2 separate regions of the Mus musculus genome follow, and region 1 is linked to region 2. Evidence: chromatin contacts called from public HiChIP or PLAC-seq data. All regions are on one chromosome and are shown on one strand. The core of a region is the stretch at or near the end of the contact, and the rest is flanking DNA. Distances in the headings are between cores, read along the strand shown.

What was found. HiChIP or PLAC-seq counts read pairs in DNA pulled down with a chosen protein or histone mark.
Region 1: a contact with region 2 is called in an H3K27ac HiChIP or PLAC-seq map of extraembryonic endoderm stem cells, with 2.1 times the contacts expected there. The contact joins two enhancer-like sites. A contact is called at or near these places in 1 of 15 datasets of contacts at CTCF or cohesin (the NIH/3T3 cell line) and 2 of 115 datasets of contacts at active chromatin or transcription factors (extraembryonic endoderm stem cells and pancreatic cancer cells).

Annotation. Positions count from the first base shown.
Region 1 is chr1:134,166,718-134,169,417 of GRCm38.p6, reverse strand. No RefSeq gene overlaps it. Among named protein-coding and RNA genes, the nearest start is that of Gm46158, 14 kb to the left of the region's middle. Within about 2 kb of position 1,282, at least 27 of the 459 cell types and tissues checked have an H3K27ac peak or open chromatin away from gene starts, as enhancers often do. A contact at or near this core is called in extraembryonic endoderm stem cells, where this site is marked.
Region 2 is chr1:133,668,848-133,671,547 of GRCm38.p6, reverse strand. No RefSeq gene overlaps it. Among named protein-coding and RNA genes, the nearest start is that of Zc3h11a, 8.8 kb to the right of the region's middle. Within about 2 kb of position 1,272, at least 40 of the 459 cell types and tissues checked have an H3K27ac peak or open chromatin away from gene starts, as enhancers often do. A contact at or near this core is called in extraembryonic endoderm stem cells, where this site is marked.

The sequences.
Region 1 (2,700 bases), core at 33-2,532, 500 kb before region 2:
TATCCTGCAACGTAAACCTTCAAAGTTTGTGACAATTTGTTACAGCAGTCAGGAGAAGCTAATATAGATTGCTTCAACACTGACAGAGAACAGGTGATTGTTCCATGCCTCAGCTGCTGATGGCCTTTGAGCTTGGACTCTGGGATTCATTTGGTCAAAGCAGTCTGAGGTAAAGATGGAGACAAAGACAGCCATAGTACAGGGAGAAAGGGCAAGACCGAAAGGGACTCTCATCCTAGGGAACAGAGCTCCTGTAAGGGGACAGTGCCCTGATGGTGTGGGAAAAGTGCCCGCTGCCTTTATGTATGAACTTGGCAGGACTGGCCAGGTTGTCTGTGAACTAAGAGTTCTCTCAGAGGTAGATGGACGGTGTGACTCTGCTCTGTCCTTTAGGAGGTAATTACTAAGGGGGAGCTTGGGCTTCAATGATGAGCCTATGTCAGGACATTCCAAAAGTCTTGAAGGGAGTGGCCCAGAGGGATGGTGGGAAAGTGCATGTGGTCAGTGGCCAGGGCTCTGAGCTGAGTTTCCCACAAAGAGCCATCTTTCCAGGACTCCTTGATAGGAGACACACCCTGATCCTGAGTCGCAGCCCAAGAGATAAGGGACACTCTCTTATCTGCCTAAGGACAGCCTTTAGAACCTGGTATCACCTCATGGAGCTGGAGAGCCCTGCCTATAAATGTGACCTAGTTCTCCTCCTATGTCATGGAACAAGGCAATGATAGAGCAATCACCTGACATTTGTGTCAATGAAACGATTATACTGTTGATTTAAACATCAGCTCACTGCAGCCCAGGAGGGTGTGCATGCGTGTGTGTGTGTGTGTGTGTGTGTGTGTGTGTGTGTGTGCATGCACACACATGTGCATGTGTGTGTGTGTGCTCCCGTTTCTGAAAAACGACTTTACACTGTACACTGTTTATGCACCCTGAGGAGGAGAGAAGTGGCTTTTTGTGGGTACCAGTGCATTGTGCCTGATCTGCCCCCTATCAGATCTGTTGCCCTTTTCTTTCTTACAGGGATGCAAACTAAACCCTGGAAAAGATAAGTAATTTCCCAGAGTCATGCAGGTTTTATATGGAAGAACAAGGCTCAAGCCAGATGTGACTCTTTCCACACAGATCTCGGGTGCTGCTGTGTTCCCTGTTTGGGGAAACTGGTGAACAGGAGAAGAAAGTCAGAATGGGAATTACGGGAGACCAGGAGGCACGGCAGACAATAGGATGCAAAAGTCGAAGCTGGGACTGGCCTAGATAACCAGCGCAGCTCTGCCAAGACAGGAAGTCAGAGGCTAACTATAGACTGCAGATGAGGCAGACAAACCCATCAGCCTCGGGACTCTCAAATCTCCCACTGGTTATTTTCCATTCTTCCCGCCCTCCCCTGCAGTGTCCTGCGTTTAAATCCAGAAACTGAGAGAGAAAGCTAGAACGTAGGTAAGCAGCCTATCCACTTGTGAATTTGTTTAGGAAGACAGAGAAATCTGGTATTGGCCAGGGCAATTTAGAGAAAATCCACATATAAGGGAAGAGGTGGTCACATCTCTGCTGGCTTAGGAAGAGGGAAAGGGCTCCCAGGAGTCGCCTGGGACCAGCGGCTATACACATTCATCGGTCCAGGAGAGGCTTGCTGAGCCGCTACTAGGCACCCGGTGCTTAGCTAAGCTGGGTCAGGGGATGAGTCTGGTTGGGGATTTGTGTGGCTAGGATAGTCAGGAAAGACTCTCCCAGAAGACAGGCTTAAGGTGAAATCTGGGGGGATTTAGGGATTAGCCTAGAAGGGAGAAAGTGGTCAAGGTACAGTATACCACAGGATAGGTCCTAGAGGGAGAAAGACTAACAAACAAAGAGCTCATTGTGGCCAGAGCAGATGGAGCCCAGAGAGGCAAGGGGCAGAGTGGAGACAGAAGCAGAATCTGGATCATGGTGCCCTCCTAAATCAGGGAGGGGTCTTGTCCCTTGAACATTGAAGTGGGGGTTTAGGATAGGATTCACAGCTGCAAAGTCACTCCTGCTGCCCTGTGGAAAATAGACAAGAGGCACAAGAAAGAAGAGGTCAGAGTATGAAGAAGTAATTCGAAGTTTCTGAGCCGGGTTCTTGCTACATTGCCTAGGTTGGCCTTGAACTTTAGCAAGGCCTATTGTAGAAAATTTTAATCCCAATCCTGACTTTCTACCCCACCTTTGATCATTCAGTTCCCAGATAAAACACACGCGCGCACACACACACACACACACACACACACCTTTTATTTTTTACAATAAGCCCTAAACAGCACAAGAGCTGGGCAGAGATCCACCCTCTATGCTATTAGAACCTACTTTCCTATGAATAACCCCGAGTCATTACTTACTGTGTTTCATCTGGGCTGCTCTTAACTCCAATTGGCCAGTCCTTAGGGCCATGTTTTCATGAACTCACCTAACCCATGGTGACTTAGGATTTTACTGTTGTGAACAGACACCATGACCAAGGCAACTCTTATAAGGACAACATTTAATTGAGGCTGGCGTACAGGTTCAGAGGTTCAGTCCGTTATCTTCAAGGCAGGAGCATGGCTGTGTCCAGGCAGGCATGATTCAGGCAGAGCTGAGTTCTACATCTTCAGCTGAAGGCTGCTAGCAGAATACTGACATTCAGACAGCTAGGATAAGGGTCTTAAAGTCCTTATCCACAGTGACACAACTACTCCAACA
Region 2 (2,700 bases), core at 23-2,522:
TGGTGGCGCATGTCTTTAAAGCCAGCACTTGGGAGGCAGAGGCAGATGAATCTCTGTGAGTTCAAAGCCAGCACGGTGTACAGGAAGTGCCCGGACAAGTCAGGGCTGTGTAGGAGATCCTGTCTCTATAGAAAAGTGACCTTGAAATAACTTATCTCTTTCTGTCCCTGGTTTCTATGGTCTTCAGTGGTGTTTCATCACAGCAGTAGAAAAGTTAGAAAGCAGCCAAGGCTACAAGTAAGACCATGTCTTAAAACAAAACAAATAAAACTATTCAGGCTGTGAATATAACTCAGTGGCAGAGGTCTCCCCTATCATGTGTGAAGTCCTGAATTCCAACCCAGCACTACAGAAGAAGAAAAGGGATTGGGAGGAGGAGGAAGAAGAGGATTAGGAGGAGAAGGAAAAGAGGAAGAGGAAGAGGAAGAGGAAGAGGAGGGGGGATATCTTGTATCTGGAAAACACGGGTTTCCTGAGTCATGCATCACCTCGGGCTTTTACAATATTTCTGCCTTCTCTTCCTCATAGCTCCCTGAGCCTCGAGGGGTTTGATGGATTCATCCCATTTAGGACTGAGTGCTGCAAAGTCGATCACTCTTGCTGGGCAGTGGTGGCGCATGCCTTTAATCCCAGCACTTGGGAGGCAGTGGCAGGAAGATTTCTGAGCTGGAGGTCAGCCTGGTCTACAGAGTGAGTTCCAGGACAGCCAGGGCTACACAGAGAAACCCTGTCTCGAACAGACAGACAAACAAACAAACAAGGATAGAGATATGATAGTGAAGATGCAAGTCCCCAAGAGAAGTGTTGCTGCTTAGGAATGGCCTTCTGAGGGTTTGTACAGAGTTTTGTGTAGATATTCCTTATGCAGTTTAGCAAGTTTCCATCACAAGTTATTTAGAGCTTTCTTTAGGAGTGGGAATTGTCCTCCTGCAGCCTGCTGATAAGACGAATTGCTTTGTCCAAGTTTTGAATCTTGGGCTAGGTTTATAGCCCTACCATAAATTCTAGCATGCCATGAAAGGGCAGGGCCAGGGGAAGGGGTAGCCGCTTTTGTCTCCTCGGCCTCCATTTTGTTTCCGGCTTCTTTGTTCTAAGTCCTTCTGTGCTGCAGTCACGAGGAGTCCAGGAGCCACAGGTCTGACGGATAAACATCTTGTGATAAGGTGGATGGAATCGTCCCCTGAAGCAACAGCTGCCTTCTTACGGAGGACAAGGCCCTCCCGACCAAGCAGATCACAGTCTGAACAGGACCAGTGAAAGGACTCCTGTGCTGCCCACCGCTTCTTCCCTCCTTCCAATCTGGGAGCTCATGTCAGCACCCGGAAGACAGTACTGAAGTCGCTGAGGAGCTGCTCCCGTGTCTTCCTAACGTAGTGATGCTGATTCGAATTCCCTTTCTCCTCCATTACCTTTTGCATTTGGCTTTTGGGCAAGCTGCTGGACCTGAGTTGTTGGGATCCTCAGAGTTGGGCTTGTGGGCTAGAACTCCAGGACCACACACCCCTGTATGTGGCAATATCAACTTTTTCCCCTTTATTCTCTCTCTCTCTCTCTCTCTCTCTCTCTCTCTCTCTCTCTCTCTCTCTCTCTCTCTCTCTCTCTCTCTCTGTATTTTTGAGACAGTGTCTCTCTACCTAGCCCTGACTGTCTTGGAACTTGCTATATAGATCAGATTAGTCTTGAAGGCACAGCGTTCAGCCAGTCTCTTTCTCCTGAAGGCTGAGATTAAAGGTCACACCATGCCCAGCTTTTAACATGAATATTTTTAGTTTCATTTCGTTTTGTTTGTTTGTTTGTTTTTGGCTTTTTTTTTTTTCGAGACAGGGTTTCTCTGTGTAGCCCTGGCTGTCCTGGAACTCACTTTGTAGACCAGGCTGACCTTGAACTCAGAAATCTGCCTGCCTCTGCCTCCCAAGTGCTGGGATTGAAGGCGTTTGCTACCACTACCCGGCTCATTTCGTTTTTGTTTGTTTGTTTTTGAAATAGGGGTTCTCTCTATAGCCCCGGCCATTCTGGAACTCACCAGGTAGATTAGACCCTGCCTTTCACTCAGAGATCCACTGGCCTCTGCCTCCCAGCTGCTGAGATTAAAGCCAGGCAATTCAATGTGGTTTTTTTTTTTTTTAAAACTAGAATTTTTTTTTAACATGAATATTCTCAACAATAACATGGAACCCCATTTTATGGTTGTATTTTTTTTTATTAATTAAAAACTTTATTTTTTTGTTTTTATGGTTGTTTTGCCCACAAGTATCTGTGCAACACATGTATGTCTGATGCCCCTGGAGTCCAGAAAAGGGCACTGGGTCCCCTGGAACTGGGGTTACAGGTGGCTGTGGGCCACTGTGAACCTGGATCTTCTAGAAGAGCAGCCAGTGCTCTTAACTGCTGAGCCATCTCTGCAGCCTGACTATAATATTTAATATTTAGTCCCGGCAGTGTTTACGGGCACTAGGGACACCGTGTTCTTCTATGTCATTTTTGCCCCTGTGTGACTACAGCTATAAAGCAGCAGCTCAGTGTAGAATTGCTAAGTCAAAAGAGATTTTAAAAGCCAGTTTTCCTACAATAAAAGTAACTCATGCATAGTAAAATGAGATTAGAACCACAGCAAGGTGATAAACAATAAAATGTAAACAGCCCCTGCCTCAGACAGCCACTCCGGTTCTCACCAGTTAACCAGTGTCAGTAAAAGGAGAC